Regions from separate parts of the Sus scrofa genome. Here regions 1 and 3 are each linked to region 2. The links are chromatin contacts, called in public Hi-C and HiChIP or PLAC-seq maps. All regions are on one chromosome and are shown on one strand. The core of a region is the stretch at or near the end of the contact, and the rest is flanking DNA. Distances in the headings are between cores, read along the strand shown. Region 1 holds the start of FAM204A (family with sequence similarity 204 member A). Region 2 holds the start of RAB11FIP2 (rab11 family-interacting protein 2). Region 3 holds the start of EMX2 (homeobox protein EMX2).

Region 1 (3,922 bases), core at 581-3,080, 290 kb after region 2:
AGAATCACCTCATTCTCTGCTGTAACACTCCATTCTCTCTCAGTCAGACACAACACTGCTTAAACCCCAGCACTCTAAAAGGTAAGGTTTCTCTCCTAACCAAGCCACCACAGCCAAGCCTGCTAGTTTTCAGTCGGACTCTGCACTTCAGAGAGAACACCTTAAAGATGCTCTGAAGAAAGGGCAGGAAACCCCAAATATGACACAAGAAACAAAACCAGCAAGAAAACAAAGGAGGTCATTGCTGTACAGGGCATACAAACAATGTGACAGGCAGTTTTACCCTTAATCCTCACAATGACCCTTCCACTAGGAATTATTAGCTAAACCCCTTTTACAAATGAGGTAACTGACTCACCTGATACACTGCGATCCATTTATTTTAGAGAAATAGAACTCTACAGGTTCAAAACTCTAAAGAGGGCAGAGTTTAAATAGTAATACATTCTTAGAGACAAAGATTTGAGGGTGAGGCTGAAGAAGGTCCCCAGCCTATAATCTGATAAAATTTGATTAAGAAGAATTTTTTTCTCACTTTTTAAAAGCTACATAAAATGCTATACTAAACTGCATACATCAAAGTCACATTCAGAGGTCTTGTATTGTAATAATGTCACATTTTCTGGAAGACCTGACAACTGTTTATAACCAAAACCCAATCTGAGCAGTTTATTGGGTAAATGTCTCCAGCTTCTAACACTCCAGAATTTCAATTCCATTATTACCAAAGGAAGCTGTCTTATTTCCCATATTTTGTATTCAATTAGAACTAATCAGAGAAACCTGAATCTTGCCCCATCTGAATTTAATCTTCCTTGTATGACAAACATAAATCATCACCCACCAATCTGAAGATTGTTTTAAATAATTTACACAATAATCACTTTCTGTGATTGTGAATTAGGTACTTAATTAAAATACTTTTAAGCATGTTACTATCAACATTAATGTAATGTAACATTAATGTAATGCAACATTAATGTCCTATTCACGTTTATGAAATAAATGTGTTCCCATTTCTCAAAAAGGTAGAGAAAGAACAACTGAATCAGAGGCCACACTTCAGATTTAAGTTATCAATCTGATTACCCAGATAAACCGTTTATTTAGCAGGATTCTGCATGTATGGACATGTTTTAATTAAAGAGGGTGTTTTGTTTAGCCAAGGGCTAGAAAACTCTTTCCCAGACTCAAGACCCTACATGGAAAGATTTACAGGTAACCAATAACATTTCGAGGCTCATTTTAAATCGGTTGCAGCTGTGAGAATACTTACACGGTTCAAGACAGAGAGAGGGTGGCTCTAGAAAGGTACACTTTTCTTGCTTGGCTGCACAACCCGGTCCTCTGCAGGCTCGCCGGCAGCAGCGCCACACTCCGATCCCCAAAACGGGAAGAGTCCCCTCCCGGCCCAGAACTAAGCGCTAAGCGCCGCAGATTCTGATGTAGGATGTCTAGCTTGCTGACACTCCCATTAACTGCAGCTCTTTCCCGGGTACAGCGACTGTAAACAGGAGCCGGTTTCCCGGAGCGAAAGCCTCCTTACTCTCACTCTGGCTGGGGTAGGAAGGAGAACCCCTTTCCGACCAACAGGCTGGGGAAGGCGCTCCGACGCCCGGTCTGAGCAAAGCGGAAGCCAGCTCCGCCGACGCTCCCGCGGGCCCAGCGGAGATGCTATGAGACCGCTCGCGCTGGCCCCCCAAGTCCCCGCACCCTGCCTTCCCAGACCCGTCTCACCGGAGCCTGCGCCGGCCGGGACCCAGCCCCGCACTCAGCCGTACTCACCGGTCCGGAGCCGGCCGCCCGTCAGCCATCTTAAGACCCACCAACAACGCGCTTTCTCATTGGCTCCGGCATATCAGCCAATGGGCTGGGGCCATTCTGGCCTGCGGTCGCCATGGCAACCGGCCGAGCTCCACTCTGCTATTAAATCCGTAAGAAATGAGCAGTTTTTTCCTTTCTCCTTCTCTACCCGCTTTTCTCTCGCCGTTTTCTCCTTTATTATGGACTTTTAAAAGACTTTGTTCTTTCTCCATCCCCTGCCGTACTCCGGCGCTCTCAGGTGAGGAAAGAGCTGGTTGAACAGAGTTCATTGCCCAAGGAGGGAGAGTCACTGCGGAAGCTCTCTAGACATTTCTGGGAACGTTTCCATTCATTCGTCCTTTCCCCCTCGCTCTCTTGCCGTTTCCCCCGCTTTTCTGCACATATTTATGGAGCAGGCACCCTGCCAGCCTCTATTTAGAGCTAAAGGGTCCCAACTCCTGCTCTCGTGGCGGCTGCTTCACTGACCAGCAGTGTGCCCTTGGCCAAAAGCTCTTTGAGCTCCTTTTCCGTGGGAGCCACTGGTTGAGGCTCTGAGAAGGGGCTTGGGGAGGGGGAAGCGTAGAAAATAAGCAAGGGGAAGAAAAGCTCTAGTAAGAAAATAATATGACCGTGATGGAGCTGTTTTAGAATGCTGCCATTTTCTGAAAAAAACATTCTGTAAAAATAAGAATACGTTCCTATTTGCTAATGCTGTGACGATTATATAACAAAATGCACATGAACTCCTTAAGCCATTACCTACAGTAATTTTTAGTCTTTCAGCCATTTGTTGTTATTGTCCTTAACATTGTGAATAATGCCTTTTTTAGAAATATCCTAAAAATGTGTAAAACTTTTGTATATGCACTCAATAACATAGCACGATGTAGTGTAAACACATGTTTATTATTTAACTCTCTACACACCTCACCCCCATTGATGTGGCAGGTGTATGGAGTAGTTGATGACCCCAGAGTCATAGCAGAACCCGAACTGACAAGCTTAGGTTGTGAAGGTCCTTTCTCACTCTCACATCCCCTGATTCTAGAATGGAATCTGGGCTGAGTGATTCACAGATCTGCATGAAACTCTCCTGGCCAAAGGTACTCAGCCTCTCACTAATGTTTTCCCTGAATCCAAATCTGTGAAAAGTTAAGGAAGATGTGCACGAAAATGCTGTTGTGCTGGTTACATTGAGCCTCTCAGTTGCTGACTTGAGCTGCATAATGAAATGCCACAGACTAAGTAGCTTAAACAACAAAAATTTTTATTTCTTACAATTCTGGAGGTTGGGATGGCTAAGATCAAGGCACTGGCAAAGAGGTCTCATTCTGAGGCCTCTTCTCTTGGCTTGTAGGCAGCAGTCATCTTGCTGTGTGCTCCTGAGATCTCTGTGCATTTGCGTAAGGAGGGGGAGAGAAAAAGGAACGGGTATCTGGTGTTTCTTCATAAAAGGACTCTAATCATGCTGGCTCAGAGACCTGCCCTTATGACCACATGTAACCTTAATTAATTGCCTGAGGGCCCCATCTCCAAATACAGCTGCCCTGGAAGTTAGGATTTCAATGTATGAATTTTAGGGGTACCCAGACATTCAGTCCATAACAAATTCTGATGGTGGAAGTGTAACCAAAATGGGGAAAGAGAGCTCAAAGGAGTAAGAATGAGATATGGATAGGAAGGAAATATTGTTGGCCTGCTTTAGAACTATCTGGATTGTTTCTGTATGTGTTCCACCAAAGAATGCTCATTGTTTACAGCATATAATGTGCAAAGGATAGAGGGGGATTCGAAGTATAAGTCCTCCAAAGACTTACTCCCACTAGATTTCAACCTCAAAGTTTTCTGAAAAGTCCTATTCCAAAAATAGCTATTTTAAAATCCTCTCAATGTTAATTTGAAAATTCTCAAATACCTAATTGTTTATGATATAGTATTTCTATAATAAGTATAGATAGCTCAGACTTTTCTTCTGGTTTTGGTTATAAAACTTTCAGTCTCTGGATATTATGATTTTTGCCAGTTTTCTGGAGGAAATGTCAGTCATTTGATTTATTTTAATCAATAAATTTGCCTTCCCTCCAGCAAATTCCTGCCCTGGAAACCTGCCAAACCATGC
Region 2 (3,833 bases), core at 607-3,106:
TAAATCGTAAATAAAATTTCAGTTATAACTGAAACACCAAAGTTAGTTTTGAAATCTGAAGTCCTCTTGTCAATGCAACCCATATTTTTCTCTCATAAATTCCATCAGCTTTAATGTTCTCTCAGAAGAGAGAAATTACAAGCTTAAAGAAGGGCTGGGTATCCCTACCTCAGAAAACATACTATTTTTCAATTTAAGACATAACATCCTAGTTTTAACTTATATTATGGCTTTTTAAATTAGACTCTATATCTATTCTACGTTTGGAAGTCAGATTAAAAAGGCCTATGATTTTTACTGAAGATGTCATTAAATCATTTCCTCACAAGAATTTAATCAGTCTCCAATCTGACAACATGTAATATGGTCTAAACACCCTGGCTTTGCAGAACTTGGAAGTAATGGCGTTCAAGGTCGAGGATGTTGGTACCCACTTTTGAAACTTTTTTTTAACAGCTTTAGACTCCATCGAGATGTGCTGACCCTGAAAAATGCCTGAGCTAAAATAAAAGCCAACTGTGTTTATAATGCTGAAATAAAATACTGAGTCCTAACTTGGGTAATTTATCACTTGACATCGTAAGAGTTCAACTGCAAAATCAATCAATCTATCTACCCATCTAAAAGACCTTACATTGGCAGATTTGGCTTTCTGATGGCTGTTCCATTTCCTGAAAAACTGTAATGTTTAAAGAGTATAACATTTTACATATATGTTGTTTTAGCTGGTCAACACTGTTCCTGTCCTCTTAGAAGTGAAACAATATTAATATACTTAAAATCGTGTGCAAAACATTCAGTTAACGAAGATGTTTGCCTCGAACAAGTGAGAGAGTAAGGGATCATTAAAGACTCCATTTATGAAAATGTTTCTTCACAAGGGCTATTTTTACTTCAGACTCATGCAAATATGGTGCTTAAAACTGGGTCATATTTCAGTCCCCAAACCCATGCCCCAGGTAGACAAGTAACTTCCAAGAACAGAAAAATCCATAAAGAAGATAAAATTACGCTCCCCCCAATTCAAAATAAATTACATAACTTACTCTGTTTTCCTTCTTTGTTTGTCCTCAAAGATGTCATTGAGATTGATGGCCACCTGCCCTAAAAACTTATCCAGACCCACCAGGGACCTGTGCATAACTATGAGGAAAAGGATGTATTTCTCTGGATTCCCCTGCATTAGCAATCCAGGGAGCTCAAAAGAGGCCTCTTCCTTCCAGACTGGCTCAAGCGTTTTCTCAGCTACGGAGGTGGAGTACTTTTCTTTGCCCAGCTGAATTATAGTGTATGTGTCATTGGTGCCACTTTTGCCTTTTGGCTTAAGATCTTTGGCTTGGAGCACGGTGACCTGCACGTGGGTCGGAAACCACTTTTGGGCTTGCTCGGAAAGCATCATCCTGTCCTTTTTCTCTGCACCGAGTTCACAGCGCAGGCAGTGCCCCTCCCGGGAGGGAGAGCCTAATTCCTTAATCACTGCATCCTAAGGGCACTTACGGAGACAGGCAACCGCACAGCTGCCCGACTTCCCTAGGGCTGACGTCCAAACGCCTCGCTGGGGCAGCCCAAAGACGGCTGCTCTGGGGGTCCCCTTTCCTCTGGAGAAACACAGGGCCCCACCATCACCTGGCCGCGCCGTCCAGGCCTCCGCGCGGAGGCCCGCGCCTCGCGTCCACACCTCAACGCTCCGCCGGCCCTCGGGACCGGCCCTCGGCGGCGGCGGGGAGTGGGGGGGGGACTCCCGGGCCTGCGGGCAGCTAAGGCCCGACCGCCAAGGCCCGGGCTGCGGGCGGCGCAAGTGGGAGGGCGCCTCCTGCCCGGACTCCCAGCCCCCGGCTCCCGCCCGCTTCCTCGCGGCCGGGCCGCCCCCGCCTCCTCCGCGCCTCCCGGGTGCAGGTCCACCGGCCCGGTCGGGCTCCTCCTCCCGACCCCGGTAATACGAACCGCCGGCCGCTCGCACGGCCTCGCTCCCTCTCGCAAACCTCTCCCTCCTCCTCCTCCCCTCGCCTCGGCTCCTCCTCTCGGGCGGAGGTGGGGCGGGGGCGGGTCGCCGCGGGGTGGAGTGGGACCAGGGGCAGGGGAGGCGGCCGCCCCGCAGCAGGAGGACCAGGGACAGGCCCTGGGCAGCACGGCGGCGGGCGCGGGGCTCAGCCTTCCCGGAGCCGGCGGCTCCTAGCACCGGGCGGGCGGCGCCGGCACTTCCGGGTTGGCCTTCTCCATGTTGATCTCAGGAACGCGTGGGGCGGGGCCGGGCGGAGCCATGGGGTCAGGGGTCAGCACCTCCCTGGTTGCCGTGGTGACCGGGGGTGTGCCGCGTGGGCGCTGAGGCCGCGAGCTCGGCTCCCAGGGCAGCGTGTTGATCCAGCGGGTTCACCTCGCTTGGTCCTTGTCACGATCCGGGGTGCCGGGGAGTTGGGGACCCGCACGTCAAGGAGTCTCTGGGGACAGCGAAAGACCGCTCCGAGAGGAAAGCAGTCTAGGCCAGGAACTGCCGGCCTAGGGAGAAACCCGGTTTCAATCTTTGGACGCTGTCCTTGCTGCACCCGGGATGCCCAGTGCCTGGCACCAAGCGGGCATTCGATGAATAGCGGTGAAATAAATCAGTCCCCTTCATTGGCCGAAAAACACACCTTTCCCCAAACCCTCAGTCACTCTTCTCTATTTGAAAAGAGAGGCGATTAACTGACTGGAATGCCACCCCCTACTCAGATGACAGAAGAGAGGGAAGCAGAGAAAAAGATCCCAAAGCCAACACAGGGAATTAATAAAGGTCACGATGAGTACTGGGCTGGACACAGACCTAGTTCTTGATCCCACATCTGCTACCATCAGTCTGAACGACCTTGGTCAAGTTATTTCCCTTCCCTGAGGCTTGGTTTTTTTCACTGTTAAAATAGCTCTCCGTTATGGCTGAGACCCCATGACAACTGTAAGGGCTTAACATCAAAAGGAACCCCTGGGCACTCATCTAACTTCAGAAGCCAAACCCAGTGGTCAATCTGCAAGTATTAAAAACGAAGTCAACTAAGAAAACAAACAGCCTCCTTCACCAAGGGCGACTGACAAATTCCTTACTTACCCTGAGGGCGAAGACGGATGGACTCTGTTAAGTGAAGAAAATTGGGATGTGTTAAGACTGCAGGTTTTCTGAAACCAGCCTAATCCAGTGGGAAAAGTATGGGTAATGGCTGATGATGAGTCAGGAGCCTTGCTTGAGGTCCTGACTGCCCGAAATTCAGTACAAAGCTCTCGATGGGCACCTAGCTTCCTGAGGCAAGGAACTTAGCTTCCTGGATTCCTGGGAGCCTAGATTTCCCGGTCCCTAAATTGTTGGTAAAATTGCTATTACAGAATTGGGAGGGGTATTACAGGATAATACATGTGCATTTCCTAGCAAATTACAGAACATAATTCTAACTTCTTTTGCCCCTCCATTTCTCTGTTAGAGTTTATTGTACTTGTTTCTGTTCATGTCTTCCTAAGGAAGGTCTTAGCTCTTTGAATTGCCTTGTGTGTGGTGGCTCTTCCTTTCGCAGTGCTTAGCAGGCAATAGACACTCACTGATCCAATGGCTTAATGCCTTTCTCCCTTTACAAGACTAATTTTGAGAGTAAAACCATATGATAGATGTGCATACACTTTTCCAACTTAAAATGATTATAAAAGTGTGAGGGACTGTGTTTATTATTTTCAGGCAAGGTTGAAAAGTTTCCCCTTTGAGAAGAACATTGCGATCTGGGCATGGATAGTCTCTCCCCCTAACCCCCATGGATACTAGTTGCAGCACTTAGAACTCTCAAGAAACAAGTCTTTTCATTAAGTGTCTTTTGAAT
Region 3 (3,500 bases), core at 460-2,959, 460 kb before region 2:
CCTGAGCCAGGAGTAGATTTCTTGGGGTGTGAATGCAGAGCTGAGGCCCATACCTATCTTGTGTATGCATGTGTGTATGAGTGTGTGTAGTATATGTGTCCTGAGAACACTGGGTGAGGTAGTACAGATGATCTCATTGGGCTTTCACTAAGGTCAGATGCCCAGACAACCCCAGAAAACACATTCCTAACTACTTGCCTGGAGTGTTTTCCAAAAGGAGTTTGGACCCTCCTCCTGCCACCCTCCCCCAACACAGACTATCCTTGGAAGAAAAAAGTCGAGAAATTGACACAAACATAAATACACAGCAGACGAAACCACAGAGGATCAGGGGGAGATCCCAAGGCAGGGAGGGGGTAGCTGGGAAAGCAAGGGGACACGTCTAAGACTTGGGGACCTTCAACTGATGAAACTGCTGGTGTTGCAGTCTGACCTAACAGGACTTCCCTCTTCTCCCTCTCCCAGCTGACATTTTTTTGGGGTCTCACAGCAACCTAGTCTCCAAACACAGGCATTTCTTCAACCTTAAGAGAAATGACATGGGCCTCCAAGTAATAGATTTAAACGACGTCAGATTAAAAAAAATCATTAATTGTAAACGTGCAAAATACCTGCTGGTACTTCAATTTAGAAGAATGTAATTGGCAGAAAGAAAAAAAAAAGAGGAAAAAAGAGGCGACTGATGAATAGATAATAGATCTTTAACCACCAATAAACAGAGAGCAGCGCCAGCAGCCTGGGGGATGTGATCATAATTATGCCGCTGCGTGAGCCAATGGGGACGAGGGAACTCAGCCCTAAAATCATCCCAAAACCGAAGGCGAGCTCGAAAATGCGGACACGGCCTGGGACCGGAGAAGCGATCTGTACTCCCTAGTTGCAAGCCCTAGGTTTGCACAGCGATCCGCCGCCTGGGACAACAGATGGCAGAATAATAATAGAAATAGAGATAATAATAATAACTGTAATAATAACAGCAGCGATAATAACACCGACAACCACATTAACCGAAACAATAACGACAACGTCTCAGTAATAGTAGTACCACGTTAGCCTCTCCCTTGACCTTGGATCCCCCCCAGTCCCAGATGTTGCAGAAGGAATTGTGTTTTTTTGGGGGGTGGGGGTGGGGATGAGCACCCTCCCAGAGAGAAAAATTAAGTGCCTGTGGGAGAGTGGGAAGCCCGCCGCCCGGGGAAGGTTCAGCCGCTCCGTCCCAACTCGCAAACGGACGAGCCCAGCCAAGAATCGCGAACGCAGCGACCCCGGACCTCAAAGCTTTGCGTAGTTGGAGGACACCCTGCTCGGGCCTCTCTCCTCACCTAGGAAACCGACAGGAGTTTTGCTGGGGGTGGGGATTGGTCCGACCGAACAGCTCCGTTACCCTCGTCCGGAACCAACCCTTGCCCGCTTACCCTCGCGTGCTCCCGGGGCGATCCCAGGTCCTCTGATGCCGGGCCGCGGGGGGCAGTAGCAGAGGAGAGCTACGCACAAGAAATCTGTGTCACTGTGTCCATCTGTCCCACCAGCTTGGGCTCAGCAGGTTCAGGATCCAGGGGATCGCAGCGGAGGCCGCGCCGGCTGGGGACTCTGCAAGGACCGGGGTGCCCCGGAGGGAGTGGTGTTGGTGGTGGAAAAGGAGGCGGTGGCTGAGGGGGAGGAGGTGGGGAAAGAGGAGGAGGAGAAGAAGGAGGAAGAGGAGGAGGAGGAGGAGAAGAAGCCGAAGGAAGAGGAGGAGGCGAAAGAGGAGAAGAAGCCGCAGCGGGCGCCGCAGGAGCGAGTGAGCTAGGAGCGCGGGGTTACGGCGCGAAGAGGCCAGGCGGCCCGGCGGGCGCAGGAGGTTCGGCCAAGGCAGCGGCGCCGACTCCGTTCCACTCTCGGCCCGGATCCAGGCCTCCGGGTTCCCAGGCGCTCGCCTCCCTCTGACGCACTTTAAAGAGTCTCCCCCCTTCCACCTCAGGGCGAGTAATAGCGACCAATCATCAAGCCATTTACCAGGCTTCGGAGGAAGCTGTTTATGTGATCCCCGCACTAATTAGGCTCATGAACTAACAAATCGTTTGCACAACTTGTGAAGAAGCGAACACTTCCATGGATTGTCCTTGGACTTAGGGCGCCCTGCCCGCCTTTTGCAGAGGAGAGAAAACTTTTTTTTTTGCCTCCCCCGAGAAACTCCCCCCCCCGCGCGCCTCTAACTCCGATCCCCCCACGCCATCTCGCCCCCCCCCAAAAAAAATTACCCCAATCCACGCCTGCAAATTCTTCTGGAAGGATTTTTCCTCCTCTCTCCAGGTTGGGCGCGTTTGGTGCAAGATTCTCGGGATCCACGGCGTTCTCTCTCCCTCCCCCTCCCCCTCCTTTCCTTTTTCCTTTCCTTTCCTTTCTTTCTTCCTTTCCTCCCCCCACCCCCACCCCCAACAAACAAGTCCCCAATTCCCGTCCGTCCTTGCCGCGGGCAGCGGACAGCGGGCGGCGGAGGCAGCGCGCCGCGGTCGCCGGGAGCCGGGAGCCCCGGGCGCCCGCTCCTCGGCACAGCATGTTCCAGCCGGCGCCCAAGCGCTGCTTCACCATCGAGTCGCTGGTGGCCAAGGACAGTCCCCTGCCCGCCTCGCGCTCCGAGGACCCCATCCGTCCCGCGGCGCTCAGCTACGCCAACTCCAGCCCCATAAACCCGTTCCTCAACGGCTTCCACTCGGCCGCCGCCGCCGCCGCCGGCAGGGGCGTCTACTCCAACCCGGACTTGGTGTTCGCTGAGGCGGTCTCGCACCCGCCCAACCCCGCCGTGCCAGTGCACCCGGTGCCGCCGCCGCACGCCCTGGCCGCCCACCCCCTGCCCTCCTCGCACTCGCCACACCCCCTCTTCGCCTCGCAGCAGCGGGACCCGTCCACCTTCTACCCCTGGCTCATCCACCGCTACCGATATCTGGGCCACCGCTTCCAAGGTACGTGCCACGTCGCGGGGCTGCAACGCGCCGCATCCCTCACCACCCTCGGCCTGCTCGGGATAGGCGCCTGGCGAGGCCTGGACGGAGCTTCCTCCGGCTCGACCGTCCGCGCGCGCCGGCTACGGAAACAGGGCGGCAAGGGGCCGGGCACCGTGTTAGTCCCCAGTCTCCGAGCAGCGGCCGGTTTGGGGGCCGGCCTGCGGCTGCTGGTCCCTTTTAGGGAAGGGTGCAGACAGAGGACTTGTTCCCGAATGTTCTCGGGTCCAGGCAGGCTGTCCCAGGCAGCTCCGAGTGCCTGCCAGCAAGGAATCCGGAGCCCGCGAGGTCCCCAGGCTCTCCGTCTCCTCCGCGAGGCCCTAGACACCCAGGCTCCGAGGGGGCGCGGACAGGGCCCGGCGGCCAGGTTCGCCTTCGACTGCGTTCGATCCTGTTCGCCACCTACTCCGAGCCCCTGCATCCCAGACCCGCGACTTGGTTTCTGACCCTCTTCCGGAGACGAAGAGACCCTCGCGACCCCATGGCATAGTCTGCATAGTCTGGGGTTTGTTTTAATCT

What was found. Hi-C and Micro-C count contacts between places; a contact is called where the count stands out from the background. HiChIP or PLAC-seq counts read pairs in DNA pulled down with a chosen protein or histone mark.
Region 1: an H3K27ac HiChIP or PLAC-seq map of alveolar macrophages shows a contact between it and region 2. The contact joins the promoter of FAM204A here to the promoter of RAB11FIP2 in region 2. A contact is called at or near these places in 2 of 47 Hi-C or Micro-C datasets (epiblast stem cells and liver) and 1 of 2 datasets of contacts at active chromatin or transcription factors (alveolar macrophages).
Region 3: a Hi-C map of embryonic fibroblasts shows a contact between it and region 2, with 2.3 times the contacts expected there. The contact joins the promoter of EMX2 here to the promoter of RAB11FIP2 in region 2. A contact is called at or near these places in 2 of 5 promoter capture datasets (fetal skeletal muscle and liver), 10 of 47 Hi-C or Micro-C datasets (brain, embryonic fibroblasts, fetal skeletal muscle and 4 more) and 1 of 2 datasets of contacts at active chromatin or transcription factors (skeletal muscle).

The regions. Positions count from the first base shown.
Region 1 is chr14:128,400,715-128,404,636 of Sscrofa11.1, forward strand. It overlaps FAM204A (family with sequence similarity 204 member A), which reads right to left and starts at 1,831. Exons shown (of 10, transcript NM_001185171.1): 1 at 1,786-1,831; 2 at 1,277-1,504. It overlaps LOC110256774 (a long non-coding RNA gene), which reads left to right and starts at 1,810. Exons shown (of 3, transcript XR_002338732.1): 1 at 1,810-1,934.
Region 2 is chr14:128,109,093-128,112,925 of Sscrofa11.1, forward strand. RAB11FIP2 (rab11 family-interacting protein 2) reads right to left here and starts at 1,857. Exons shown (of 5, transcript XM_001927901.6): 1 at 1,047-1,857. The coding sequence starts at 1,399.
Region 3 is chr14:127,648,255-127,651,754 of Sscrofa11.1, forward strand. It overlaps EMX2 (homeobox protein EMX2), which reads left to right and starts at 1,710. Exons shown (of 3, transcript XM_005671489.3): 1 at 1,710-2,942. The coding sequence starts at 2,537. LOC102164998 (a long non-coding RNA gene) reads right to left here and starts at 1,552. Exons shown (of 4, transcript XR_002338715.1): 1 at 1,416-1,552.